Regions from separate parts of the Mus musculus genome. Here all the other regions are linked to region 3. A link is a contact called in public ChIA-PET data. All regions are on one chromosome and are shown on one strand. The core of a region is the stretch at or near the end of the contact, and the rest is flanking DNA. Distances in the headings are between cores, read along the strand shown. Region 1 holds the start of Tmppe (transmembrane protein with metallophosphoesterase domain). Region 2 overlaps Glb1 (galactosidase, beta 1). Region 3 overlaps Cnot10 (CCR4-NOT transcription complex, subunit 10).

The links. ChIA-PET counts read pairs in DNA pulled down with a chosen protein or histone mark.
Region 1: an RNA polymerase II ChIA-PET map of memory CD8 T cells shows a contact between it and region 3, with 30 read pairs. The contact joins the promoter of Tmppe here to the enhancer-like site in region 3. A contact is called at or near these places in 5 of 39 promoter capture datasets (the 3T3-L1 cell line, the C10 cell line, cranial neural crest and 1 more), 6 of 484 Hi-C or Micro-C datasets (CD4 single positive thymocytes, CD8 T cells, DN2 thymocytes and 3 more), 7 of 115 datasets of contacts at active chromatin or transcription factors (acute myeloid leukemia, bone marrow-derived macrophages, embryonic stem cells and 3 more) and 3 of 9 other capture datasets (adipose tissue, liver and pancreatic islet).
Region 2: a contact with region 3 is called in an RNA polymerase II ChIA-PET map of memory CD8 T cells, with 10 read pairs. The contact joins two enhancer-like sites. A contact is called at or near these places in 1 of 484 Hi-C or Micro-C datasets (nephron progenitors) and 4 of 115 datasets of contacts at active chromatin or transcription factors (embryonic stem cells and memory CD8 T cells).

What each region holds. Positions count from the first base shown.
Region 1 is chr9:114,399,631-114,404,362 of GRCm38.p6, forward strand. Tmppe (transmembrane protein with metallophosphoesterase domain) reads left to right here and starts at 1,465. Exons shown (of 2, transcript NM_001200002.1): 1 at 1,465-1,639. It overlaps Glb1 (galactosidase, beta 1), which reads left to right and starts at 1,448. Exons shown (of 16, transcript NM_009752.2): 1 at 1,448-1,639. The coding sequence starts at 1,562.
Region 2 is chr9:114,441,703-114,445,917 of GRCm38.p6, forward strand. It overlaps Glb1 (galactosidase, beta 1), which reads left to right. Exons shown (of 16, transcript NM_009752.2): 10 at 1,307-1,419. Among named protein-coding and RNA genes, the nearest start is that of Gm30254, 18 kb to the right of the region's middle. Within about 2 kb of position 1,844, at least 35 of the 459 cell types and tissues checked have an H3K27ac peak or open chromatin away from gene starts, as enhancers often do. A contact at or near this core is called in memory CD8 T cells, where this site is marked.
Region 3 is chr9:114,611,608-114,615,983 of GRCm38.p6, forward strand. Cnot10 (CCR4-NOT transcription complex, subunit 10) reads right to left here. Exons shown (of 20, transcript NM_153585.5): 11 at 3,382-3,503; 12 at 2,017-2,193. Among named protein-coding and RNA genes, the nearest start is that of Gm51659, 21 kb to the right of the region's middle. Within about 2 kb of position 1,589, at least 53 of the 459 cell types and tissues checked have an H3K27ac peak or open chromatin away from gene starts, as enhancers often do. A contact at or near this core is called in CD8 T cells, acute myeloid leukemia, adipose tissue and 2 more, where this site is marked.

The DNA of each region.
Region 1 (4,732 bases), core at 215-2,714, 210 kb before region 3:
TTAGTATATATGACCCCGTGTGTGAATGCCCACATGTGTGTATGTGCGCCATGGTGTACATGTGGAGGTCAGAGAATGATATCTGGTGTGTGTCCTGCTCTGAGGCCGTTTGTCCTACTGTTCTCCTTTGCATAACCCAGGCTACCTGGCCCCAGAGTTCAGGATTCGCCCATCTCACTGTAGGAGTGCTGCGCTGTGCAGGTTCTGAGAGTACTCACTCCCGCCTCCCTCTCACATCGTCGTGCCCCACCCGTATCCCCACCCCAAACCCTCTATCACTAAAAACAACTACCAGCCCAGTCTTCAGGCTATCTTCTAGAGTTCCAGGCCAGCTAAAGATACACAGTGAGGCCGGGCGTGGTGGCGCACGCCTTTAATCCCAGCACTTGGGAGGCAGAGGCAGGCGGATTTCTGAGTTTGAGGCCAGCCTGGTCTACAAAGTGAGTTCCAGGACAGCCAGAGCTACACAGAGAAACCCTGTCTCAAAAATCCAGAAAAAAAAAAGATACACAGTGAGAAGCTGCCTCAGAAAAACAAACAGAAAGAAAGAAGGAGAGAGAGAGAGAGAGAAGGAAAGAAAGAAAGAAAGAAAGAAAGAAAGAAAGAAAGAAAGAAAGAAAGAAAGAAAGAAAGGAAGAAAGAAAGAAAGAAAGAAAAAGGGGATTTAGGGGTGTGGCCCAATAGTAGAGTACTTGCCTAGAATTAATGAGGACCTGAGACTCACCGATAGCATTGCAAAAAGTAAGTGAAATAAATAAATAAATAAATAAATGAGATAATGCCTAAAATAAATGAATATTGTTATTGACTACAACTCATTAAAGCTGGGAAAATCTCATGTATATTTAAGTCAACGTCAACTAAAGCAGAGGTGATGACCCATGGCTATACTTCCAGCATTCAGGAGGCAGTAGGCGGAAGATCAGAAGTTGCCAGAGGGAAGGGCTACTGTTCTCATTAAAAATCAGGGCACTTCAAAATAACTTGGCCATAGCTGAGTCACACTTAGAATTCCTCTGTAACCTACTACAGTGCTTCTTCACCTTTGCTTTCACTGAACCTCGGAGCTGGGTCCGGGTCTAGGACTTCAGGGTTTCTGGGCTGGGGCCCAGAGTCTGCATTTCCATGTTTAAGTCTCGTTGGCCTGTGGACCACACCTTGTGAATGTTAGACCACGTGCTAGGGAGAGTTTTAGGGGCTAGGCTTCTAAGGCCAGAGCACTGAGGACTGACTGGCTGGTTTCCTCTTCCCTGCTCAGTTCTTTTCTGGCAGCCGGGACAGGCTGAAGGCCCCTGTGAATGGCCAGCCCCTGAACTTCATCATTGCTCATTCAGGGGTGCCGCCATTCCGGAAGGAAACACAGTTGTGGGAGATGCATAGACCACAGCTGCTTCTGAGTCACGTGGCCTACAGAGGCTGGACCTCCACTCGCAGCACAGAGCCTCGGGGCGGGGCGGAGCTGGGGGCGGGTCCTGGCATAGGGTCCTCAACAACCCCCGGAGGTGCAGCGGCTGGCCAGAGCGCCCACTGCCTAACGGAGAGACCCCATCGTGGCGCGATCATGCTCCGGGTCCCCCTGTGTACGCCGCTCCCGCTCCTGGCACTGCTGCAACTGCTGGGCGCTGCGCACGGCATCTATGTAAGTCTCCGGTGCCACCGCGCGGGGACGCTCCGCCGCTGGGAAGCGGGCAGAGGCCGAGGAAAGCCGCGGCTCTGCAAAGTCGGGATCCGGGTTACCCTCGATCACCCGCTCAGAGCAGGCAGGCCGCCGAGGCGCAGGCAGTGGTCGGGCCTCCCGTAGGAGGCGGGCCGGACGGGCGGGGCGCGCGTCCTTCCTGGTTGCTGGCGCGCGTGGGTTCCGCTGCGGCGGTCCCGTGTGCACGGACCTGCTTCCCGGTTTGTGCAGCGCGGTCGGGGGCTAGCTGAGGTGCGCCTGAGTCTTTCCAGCTTCGGTTTCTGGGGAGAGGGGTCCAGGCTGCGCGGGGCTGCTAGAGGGCTCCGCGGGCAGTGGCGTGGGGCGCGATCCTTGCGGAGTTCGGGCTTCATGGAACGCTCCGGAAGGAGAAAAAATGGGGTCAGGAGTGGCTCCTGCAGTGGGGTCACAGGAATATTCGCTTTCAGAGACTTCTCCCTTTTCAAACATACTGTTCATGTTTCTCGCTAGCCACCTGCTGGCTGCTTTTAGTTTGAGGTGTGCATCGCCTTGTTTGTTGGAAGCCTTTTTCTTCTTTTAGGGTTTGGCGGTGCGGGAGGAGGGTGGGAAGAGGCCAAGTGCTACAGGCGAGGTCTGGGTGGCAGGGCAGTGGCTGAGGCGCGTGGGACACGCACCTGGGGAGGTCTGCACCGAACCTGCGAAGGGGACAGGGCGTGGTGGAACGGGGCTCCTACTCATTTGCACTTTGAGCGAGTCACCTTGGGGCCCTCCAGATGGACTGAGTCGGGTAAGTTCAAGTACTTGGTAGTAGACTTTGAACCTTGTAGACTTGTAAAAATTACACTCTTGGAAATGGCACACGTTTATCTAAAACCAGAGTTGAAACTTGTTTAAGTTTCTGGAAAACAGTTGCTGAAAATGCTTTCGATTAAGGAGAACGAAAATTTAGTGCCGGCTGCTCCGTCAGAGCTTGAGGTCTTGAGAACCAGTGGGCAGAGGCTCCAACAGGTAGGGGAAAGGAACCCATATATCTGGAGTGTCAGGATGGGCAGGAAGAGATAAGGATTTATGGAGGTGTCACCAGTCTGATGTAAGTCACCAGGCAAGAAATTGAGGTGCCCTGTGAGAGCCGAACCCTGAGACGCTGCTTTGTGATCTCCGCGGGAATTCTTAATTATGTAGCTATCCCTCTTGAGCAGTTAGATTAGAGCCAAGAAATTCCAGCCAACTGGCTTTCAGTTATTTTTGTTTGTTTGCATCTGCAACGTTAACTCTCAAACTTCAGACCTAGATTAAAAATTAAAGCCGGGTGGTGGTGGTACACACCTTTAATCCCAGCACTCGGGAGGCAGAGGCAGGCAGATTTCTGAGTTCGAGGCCAGCCTGGTCTACAGAGTGAGTTCCAGGACAGCTAGGGCTACACAGAGAAACCCTGTCTCTAAAAACAAAACAGAACAAAACAAAAAAAAATAAAATGTGTGTGTGGGGTTGTTTAGTTTTGGGGGGGGAGTTGGTTTTGTTTTTTTTTCCTTTTTCAAGACAGGGTTTCTCTTTGTAGCCCTGGTTGTCCTGGAACTCACTCTGTAGAGCAGGCTGGCCTGGAAGTCAGAGATTCTCCTGCCTCCACCTCCTCCTCCTCTCCCTCCTCCTTCTGTTGTTGTTGTTGTTAGATTTATTTATTTTTCTATGTGACTATACTGTAGCTATCTTCAGACACACCAGAAGAGGACATTGGGTCCCATTACAGATGGTTGTGAGCCACCATGTGGGTGCTGGGAATTAAACTCAGGACCTCTGAAAGAACAGTCCATATTTTTAGCTGATAAGCCATCTCTCCAGTCCCCTCCTGCCAAACCGATTGCACATTAACAAGCAATACACTTGTATGAAGATATGTCTCTCCGTTTTGGGCTAGAGCTGTAATTACTTTAAGAGAAGTCTATTCTTTTGAGTTTGGTTTTTTTTTTGTTTTTTTTTTAAAAGATTTATTTATTTATTATATGTAAGTACACTGTAGCTGTCTTCAGACACTCCAGAAGAGGGAGTCAGATCTCATTAAGGATGGTTGTGAGCCACCATGTGGTTGCTGGGATTTGAACTCCGGACCTTCGGAAGAGCAGTCGGGTGCTCTTACCCACTGAGCCATCTCACCAGCCCCTTTTGTTTTTAATGAGAAGTTCTCATGAACCCTGGCTGGCCTCAAACTTGGTATGTAATCAAACATAGCCTTGGACTTTTGACGATTCTGCCTTTACCTCCTGGGGGCTGGGAGGACCTGGGTGCACCACCATGCCCTGTTTCTGTGGTGCTGAGAGTGGAACCCGGGCTTTGTTCATGCTAGGTCCTCTACAAATTGAGCTACATCCCCAGGCCCAGAAATCAGAATCTTACGTTGCCGTTTGCAATCTGCAGTCAACTCAGATTTTGTTGTTTTTGGAAAACTGTATTATCCACGCACTGGAAGTGTGAAAGTGAGGTTTTACTGTTACATGTTTACATGTAATGACATTTGCAACGGTGCTTTGCTGTTGTTACGAAAACAGTTTTGACTCATGAGAGACTTTCCCCAGACGATATGCTAACATCTGATCACTTAGAATAATAACTTTCCTATTATTAAAAAAAAAGAAAGAAAGAAAACAGACTGGGGACGGGGGCCACTCGAGAAGCAGAAGCGGGAGTCTCAGCCGGGGCTACACAGAGAAACCCTGTCTCAAAAAAAAGGGAGGGGGGAGAATGAGAATGAATGAATGAATGAATGAATGAATATTAGAATATGGTTCATGCCCGTTGTGGGGAATCTTTAACCGTATGAAACACTGTTAAGCCAACAGTAGGAACTGAGGCTGGAGATGCGGTTTGGTTGGTAGAATGCCTGCTGGTGTGCATGAAACCCTCACATAAACCAACTGCATGGTAGAGCATGCCTGTAATCCCCGCACCTGTTGGGTGGAGGCAGGAGGATTGGAAGTTCAGGGTATCCTTGACCACACTGTGAATTCAAGGGCAGCTTGGACTACGTGAGACCTGACCCAAAAGGTCATGTATCACGTCGTGAGTGCCGTGAGTGCGGTGCGT
Region 2 (4,215 bases), core at 594-3,093, 170 kb before region 3:
GAAAAGGGACGAAAGACCACCCCTGCCCCCAGCCCACCCCCAATCCCTCACAGGAACCAGCTTCCAGGGCAGGACTCCTCATGTGTCTCTCATGCATGGGTAAATTTCCAAAGGACTGGCCAAAAGGGAACCTAACCCTGTAAGTATCCACTTTGACAAGCTTAGAAGTTTCTGGTCTAGACTCTGCACCATGAACAATAATTGCAAGGGATTTTTTTTTTTTTTTTTTTTTTTTTTGGTGCTTTTATGTGCCCAGCCTTGAGTCTGCTCATTGGTCTTGTCACAGGTCACATTCTGGGAAGTTGTATTGATTATGCTTCCCATTGCTGTGAGAAAAACCTAACAAAACCAAACCTGAGGAAGTGGTCAGGAGCTCGAAGCCGTTGGCCGAGTCATCTCTGCAGTCAGGAAAGGGCCAGAGATGAGTGCTGGCTGGGACTCGACTGGTTTTGTCTTTACTGTGGGACACCAGCCCATGGGATGGTAGCTTCTTCCCTATCTAGGTAGAGCCTCTCCTAGGTGCGTCTAAGTCAATAATATCAATAATATTATTGACTGTCGAGTCAATAATATCAGCCATCACAGAAAATGTTCCTTGGGTATGTTCTCAGGGGCAGCACCGGTCCCACAAAAACAACAGGGTGTAGAAGACAAGGTGATGTAACTGTGAATGAGATGGGGGGTTGGGGGACATGTGATGTAACTGTGAGAGAGATGTCGGGGTGATTTAACTCTGTGAGAAAGTCGGTGGTGATGTAACTCTGTGGGCGACTTCGGCCTATCCTAAGGAAACCTTAGAGTCTTGGGGGCAGGGGGGGGCAGGGAAAAGTGGTTCTACGTCCCCAGACTGATTGGCTGTTAGAGAAAGGCTTTCCCTGGAGGGATGTAAACGGAGAAAAAGCAGATCAGAGCACTGGCTGCTCTTCCAGAGGACCCAGGTTCGATTCCCAGCACCCACATCTGCAGCCCTAGTCCCAGGGGATCTGATACACTCTTCCAGCCTCTGTGGATCACACACGGCGTGCAGACATATATGCCTGTGAAACACGTATGCACATAACATGCAAAATGAGAGTGACCTTGAACTTCTAATCTTCCTGCTCCACCTCCCAGATGCTCAGTTACAGGCATGGGCCAGCACATCCGGGGTCTGCTGTGCTGGGCAAGTGCTTGACCAGCTGTAGAAATGCTATCCCCCCTCTTACCATTTGGGGCTTTAATGTGCCTTCCACTTCTCCTCACCCCAACGTTGAGCCCCTGAGCAATGACCTCAAGTGACTGACTGGTGACCTTTTCTGTCTTCCAGGTGCCAACACGCCCTATGAGCCACAGCCCACCAGCTATGACTACGACGCCCCACTGAGCGAGGCTGGGGACCTCACTAAGAAGTATTTTGCTCTTCGAGAAGTCATTCAGATGGTGGGTCCTTCGAACTCTCAGAGAGCTGGGCTGCTGGGGGGCCTGCTGTGAACTCCTCATGGCTCTGTGGATGGATCCCTTGCTAACGGAGGTGAAGGAGGGAGGCACAGGTTTTGGGTACGGTGTGCCTGGGGAAGACCCCATGAGTTTATCAGCAAAGGCTCTAGGCTCTGCACCCTTCATCTGTGAGGCTGGGATTAGGGTTCCTAACCATGCGATAGGGAGAGCAAAGGACATGTGTGAGCCATCCGGCGTGGTCTCTGACACTGTGGGCAGCAAGTAGAAGCCAGAAGATACGTCCCTGTGGTGGCTCGAATGTATAGGGAGGAAAATTGATAGCCACCAGTGTGCAGAGCATCTGTGGTCTGTGCAGAGGGAGATGCTGTGCTCCACCTGGGGCAGTCGACTGCTGTTTCCTCTAGCTGGCTCGGGAACGTCTCTGTTCTGCCAGCAGCCAGCCTTTGAAGCACCTAAAGCTCTCAGGTGGGGTTTCCTGTCTCTGTGGTGAATTGAAAAAAAAAAAAAAAAGCAAACCCACAATTTTTTTGCTCAGTCACCTGGTTTTGAAGTTTTCTGCCAATAAGTGGTAAAAGTTAGGTGTCGTGTAATGTCAGTGTAAGCATGTGTTAAGATTTGTGTTCAGAAATATTTTCATATTTTGGGGGGGAGGGGGGCTTATGTTTTGAGACAGGGTCTCTCTGTGTAGATGAGATTCCTACTTTGAACTCACAGAGATCTGCCTGCCTCTGTCTCCCGAGAGCTGTGCACCACCACCTGGCATGTTATGGAAAAAGAGCATGATATAAACCTAGTGTGGTGCATGCCTGCAACCCAGATACTGAGCAAGAGGATCGATCAGGAGTCAAGTCATCCTCAATTATATGATGGCTCGAGGCCTCAGCTACATAGATGAAAGCAGAGAGGGGAGGAGGGGGGAAGAAAGAGAAATATATATTTTCATTTAAATTTCCTTTCTCTTTTTTATTAATAGTTTTTTATTTATTATTTAAGATTTGCCTCGAGCCAGGCATGGTGGCGCACACCTTTAATCCCAGCACTTGGGAGGCAGAGGCAGGTGGATTTCTGAGTTCGAGGCCAGCCTGGTCTACAGAGTGAGTTCCAGGACAGCCAGGGCTACACAGAGAAACCCTGTCTCGAAAAAACCAAAAAAAAAAAAAAAAAAAGATTTGCCTCTGTGTGTGTGTGTGGATACCCAAGGGTCCCAAAAAGGTCATTGAATCCCCTGGAGCTGGAGTTAGCAGGCAGTTGTGAGCTGTCCAATGTTGTGAATTCAAGTGGAGTTTCCTGAAGGAGCAAGAAGCCCCCTTAACCTGTATCTGAATGGAGCCTCCAGCCCAATACATTGTAACTCTTGATACACTGAGTCTGGTTTCTGTTTTGCACCTGTGTATGTCTCTGATTGTAATTGTAACTTTTTTTTTAAGATTTTTATTTATTATATGTAAGTACACTGTAGCTATCTTCAGACACATCAGAAGAGGGCATCAGATCTCATTAAGGATGGTTGTGAGCCACCATGTGGTTGTTGGGATTTGAACTCAGGACCTTTGGAAGAGCAGTCAGTGAGTGCTCTTAAGCACTGAAGTATCTCTCCAACCCGTAATTGTAAATTTTGTTGTTGTTGTTGTTTTATTGTTGTTGTTTTTCGAGGGTTTCTCTGTTTAGCTCTGGCTTTTCTGGAACTCACTTTGTAGACCAGGCTGGCCTCGAACTCAGAAATCCGCCTGCCTCTGCCTCCCGAGTGCTGGGATTAAAGTCGTGTGCCACCACGCCCAGCTTATAATTGTAATTCTTGATACACAGAGACTGGTTTCTGTTTTGCACGTGTGTATGTTTGTGTTTGTAAGTGTAGCATGTCTTCCTCAGCCTCTCCCCACCCTAGTTTTGAGGCAGAGTCTCTCACTGCCCCTGGAGTTCACTGGCAAGCAGCGCCCCCCGCCCCCCTACTCTCCAATGCCTAGCTTTTTGTGGGTCCGGGGGTTAGAACTCAGCTCCTTTGCTCGAGTGGCTGGCACTTCAGCACCTGAGCCCCATGCAGAGATCAATTTCGGCTATTATTATTATTATTATTGTTATTTCTTCTTTATGCTCCCCGTTCTCTTATTTTTCTTCTCTGTATTACTGTCTCTTCGCCTTGTTTGAGGATGCTTTTGTTTTCTTGTTTCACCATCTTCTGGTTAGGAAGTTTGTTTTTCTCTGTGTTTCTGGTTTCTTACCTATTCAAGCATGTTATCTCTTTCCTTAGAAGAACAAACAAGGCTCCCAAGGCTACTGTGTATGGGAAGTGAGCTGTCACAGCAGCCAACGCCCTGTGGGAGCCTCCCTGATACCCCCCTGCCCTGAGCTAGCCATTGCCTCAACTCCTGTTACCACATAGTCATGGAACTTGTTTTGAACTTGAAATAACTAAATTCATACAAACACAAAATGGATTCATACAGTTGGTAAGTCTGGCCCTCAGGAAGCTCCGCCCCTCAGTATTAGTTTATTAATCACGTAGAGCCCCTGGATAGAGAGTGCTTGCCGGGCACACGTGGAGCCCTGGATTTGATCTCCAGAGCTGTGAAGGGTGTGGTGATGCAGTCCTAACATTCAGGAGGAGGAAGAGCAAGAGATTCAGAGTCATCCTTGGCTACATAGTAAATTTGAAAAATGTACTAAGGGGCTGGTGAGATGGCTCTGCAGGTGAAGGCCTTTCCTTGACTTCAGTCCTCAGTACCCAGGAAACCTAAGCTGGCCATGATAACAAACACAAGTAATCCCACGTGGAAGGTG
Region 3 (4,376 bases), core at 339-2,838:
GCAGTTTACAGGTGATACGAGAGAGCAGACCTTCCAGCAGGGATGGTGGCTCACACCTCTGATCCAGCAGCACCAGGGAGGCTGAGGCAGAAGGCTCACTACACTTTTGAAGCTGATTTGGGGGGGAAAAAAAAAGGCTTTTCTTTTCTTGCTTACTCTTTTATTTTATTTTTTATTTTTTATTTTTGGAGACAGGGTTTCTTTGCTTAACAGCCCTGTCTGTCCTGGAACTCAAGTTGAAGACCAGGCTGACCTCTGTCTGTCTTTGTCTCCTGACTGTTGGGATAAAAGGTGTGTGCTACCACATCTAGTTGGCACTTTAAAAAAAAAAAAAAAAAATATATATATATATATATATACATATATATATATATATATATATACACACTTTTAAAATGTGTGTATGTGATTATCTGTGGTCGTAGATGTGCTATGGAACACACATGGTGGCCTGCCTGCCCACCTCACCCCAGGTTGGCTCCTAATAGTCAACAAATGTTAAAAAAAAAAAAAAAAGCTGTCTCTGGCACACATGACTTTCAAATATCCCCACTGTTATCCTAACTGTGTTTCTCTTCTTTCCTATTTCTCCAGACAGGGTTCTGTTACATATCCCAGGCTAGTAGCTTGTTGTCCTTCTGCTCCCAGAATGGGCCACAGGAGTGTGCCATCATACCTGGCTCTGGCCTCCAAGCCGCTCTTTAAGAGCCTATCTTGTCTCAAGTGCTCTGATCACTCAGCTTGCCTCTCCTTTGGTATGAGTGAATTTTGGAACTGCTGGAGGAAGTTTGGGAAGCTATCTAAAGGACAGACAGACAGACAGACAGACAGACAGGTTTGCTGAAGAAGTCCTAAAGGACTTTTGCCAAGGTGGGTACATTGGTTAGTTTTTTTGTCAAATTGACACAGCTAGAGTAACTTGGGAAGAGGCACCTCAACTGAGACAAGGCCTAGAGGCAAGTCTGTGGGGCTTTTTCTTGACTGCTGACTGACACAGAAAGACCCAGTCCACTGTGGGTGGTGCCAGCCTGGGCAGATGCATCTGGGTTGTGTAAAAAAGCACAGTGAGCTATGGGAAGCAAGCCATGTGGAATAGGCCTGTCTAGGGGGAGGTGCTGATACTGAGAGCTGGTTCTCTAATTGGTTCTTGATTTGGTCAATAAAGGAGGCCAGGAGCCAATCACTGGGCAGAAGGGACAGGTGGGATTTCCGGGTCCCAGGAGGAGAAGGCTTTGGAAGGAGAAGCATGAAACAATCATGCAAGATCTTGGAGAAGCTAGAAGCAGCGGCCGCTGCCACTGGAGGTCTGCAGAGGCCGCTGGTACAGATAGGATGATAAGTTTAGAGCAGGAGACTCTGTGCCCAGCAACTGTGCTAGCAGGCAAGTTCTAAAGTAATAAAACTGTCTTGAGTGTTTTCCAACTGAGGAGCAAAGGGGGTTAGAGAGAGACATGGGTCAGTTATGGCAGCCTGGTGAAGCTAAGCCAAGAGGAACACAAGAGAAGCTGAGAGCGAGCTGTAGAGCGAGGCAGCTCTTAGGCCAGCCAGAAGTGGCTCACACTCAGAGCTAAGCTGGGAGGGGCCAGAGGGCTGCTGCTGTCTAGGTCAAAGGCAGGGGTGTGTTTTTTAAAACCACATGCAACAGAGTTCTTCCTCAGCTTCTATCTGCTTCAGTTCCTGTCCCAGTTTCCCTCAACAGTAAGCGATCAAGACCTTGCCGTCCTGTGGTGAGTTGAGTAAGAATGGCCCCCTTAGACTCATATATATGAATCTTAGCCAACAGAGAGTAGCACTATTTAAAAGGATTAGAAGGTGTGGCCTTGTTGGAAGAAGTGTGTCACTAGGGGTGGGCTTTGAGTGTTCAAAAGCTCAAGCCAGGTCCCAGCATCTCATTCTTCCTGCTGCGGTTGGATCCAGATGGAGAACTCAGCACCATGTCTGCCTGTGTGCTACCACATGCCCTACTATGACAAGAATGGACTAAACCTCTGAAACTGTCAGGTGACGGATGGTTACCTGCACGTCTCGCTGCTCTCGCTGCTTTCCGTGTTCCCTCCAAGCTGGCTGCTGCTCTTGGAGCCATTTTCCTGCTTGGGATCTTGCTGTTCTTCAGGTAACAGCAACAAGGCATTTCTGAGACAGATGGCTGCAAACTCCACACTGGCTACAGGAATGGCTGAAGACTGACCATCACTTCAAAGAACAAGACAAAATAGCTTTACAGACTGTAGAAAAATAAACCAGACTTTTCTTTTTTCTTTTTTGGTTTTTTGAGACAGGGTTTCTCTGTACAGCCTTGGCTGTCCTGGAACTCACTCTGTAGACCAGGCTGGCCTTGAACTCAAAAATACGCCTGCCTCTGCCTCCAGAGTGCTGGGATTAAAGGCTGCGCCACCACGCCCGGCCAGACTTTTTTGCTATAAGGAATCATTAACTGTGATGGCACACGCTTTTGATCCTAGCACTCAGAGGCAAAGACAGAGAAACCCTATCTCAACACAATTAAAAAAAAAAAAAAAAAACCAGAATCATTAACTGTTACTGAACTTTCTCTCATGTACAAAAAGTTTAATAAAAGCTGTTATAAGCAAATGGTAAAAAAAAAAATCCAACCCCAAATCTCACACAAGACATAAAACTACAAAGGACTGTAAGCACATATATCAGAACAGGAGGAGACTCTGCACTGTCAATACTAACGCAAGACAACTGTAGGTGGAGCCATGAGAATGGAGGCACACTAGAATGCACAGGGTGTGGGCTGGGCTGGAGACAGCTCAGCAGTTAGGAGCGCCAGCTGTTGTTGTAGAATCTGACTTTCGGCACCCACATGGTGGCTCAGGACTGTGTGTAACTCTGTCCCAGGAGACCTGATACTCTCTTCTCAACTCCTTGAGAACCAGGCATGCATGTGGTGCACATAAACGCCCACAAAATATCCCCCAAAACTTAAAACCTAAGTCAGCACACGGTCAACACTATTATAATTTTTTTGCCTGTAAATATTTTTAATCAGAGGTCGGCTGAATCCCTGGATGGGAACTCACAGACAAGGCTGAGGAGCAATTCTCTAGGAAGCAGACATGAGCTAAAATAAAAAGGAGACAAATGCCCTCTTCTGGACATTCTGACTCATGGCAATGAGTAGTGTGCTTCCTTAGGGTCTGTCTGTATCCACAGAAGCTCTAAATCATAATTACAGTAGACAGACCAACTCACTACAGACTCACTCAGTTTGGGCCTGTTTAATGATGTAGCAATAAACTGTCACCACAAAGCAATTCCTCCTGTGAAACGGTCAAGCCCAAGCTACTGCCCACTAAAAGCACGGCACCGACAGTGTTGTTACAGAGACACACTGGCTCATGGCAAAATACTCACTTGTAGACAGTGTTCTGAATTGACTGTGATGCCAGAACTATTTTACGGTGATATCCCTGACCAACAATAGACTGTACAATGCCTTTTTTGGTGGGAAGACCTTTAGTTTCTTGCTCAGAAGTCTAGAAAACAAAAAATATTTAAGATAAAATGTAAAGAAACAGTAAAAATGGCATAAAATATGGTCAAATAATTTACAAGTATTATGGCCTTTTTTTTTTTTTTTAAAGATTTCTTTATTTCTGAGTACACTGTAGCTGACCACTAGAAGAGATTATCAGATCTCATTAGAGATGGATGTGAGCCACCATGTGGATGCTGGTAACTGAACTCAGGACCTCTAAAAGAGGTTAGTCAGTGCTCTTAACCTCTGAGCCATCCCTCCAGCCCCAGTTATTATGTTCTATAATGTATTTATTTTATGTACACAAATGTTTGCCTGTTGATATGAATATGTACCACGTGTGCACCTGGTGCCTGTGGAAGCTGACGAGGGCTTGGATCCCCTGAACTACAGGCAGCTGTGTACCACCATGTGATTACAAACCTACCCTAGGTTCTCTGCAAGAGAAGCAAGTGTCCACCTCTCCAGCACCAAATTTTAGAATTAAGAATTTGTGTTTGTGTGTGTATGAGACAGGATTTTGTTCTGTAGCTCAAGCTGGCCTCAAACTTTCAATCCTTCTGCTTCAACCTCCTGTGTGCTAGGATTACTATCATAGCCACTTTGTGAAACTACATTTCCCCACCCTCCCAACCCCTGCACTGTGTATTTGTGTATGTGGTACATATGTGCCTGGTTTTGAATCAGAGGCCTGGGGGTAACATACAAAGATGTGCTAGATTTTTCTCCTATTTGTTTATCGAGGCAGAGTCTCTCAACAGAACTGTGGCAGTTTGAATAGGTTTGGCCCCCATAGACTCATGTGCTGAATGCTTGGCCACAAGGAGTGGCACTATTAGGAGATGTGGCATTGTTGGAGTGGGTGTGGCTT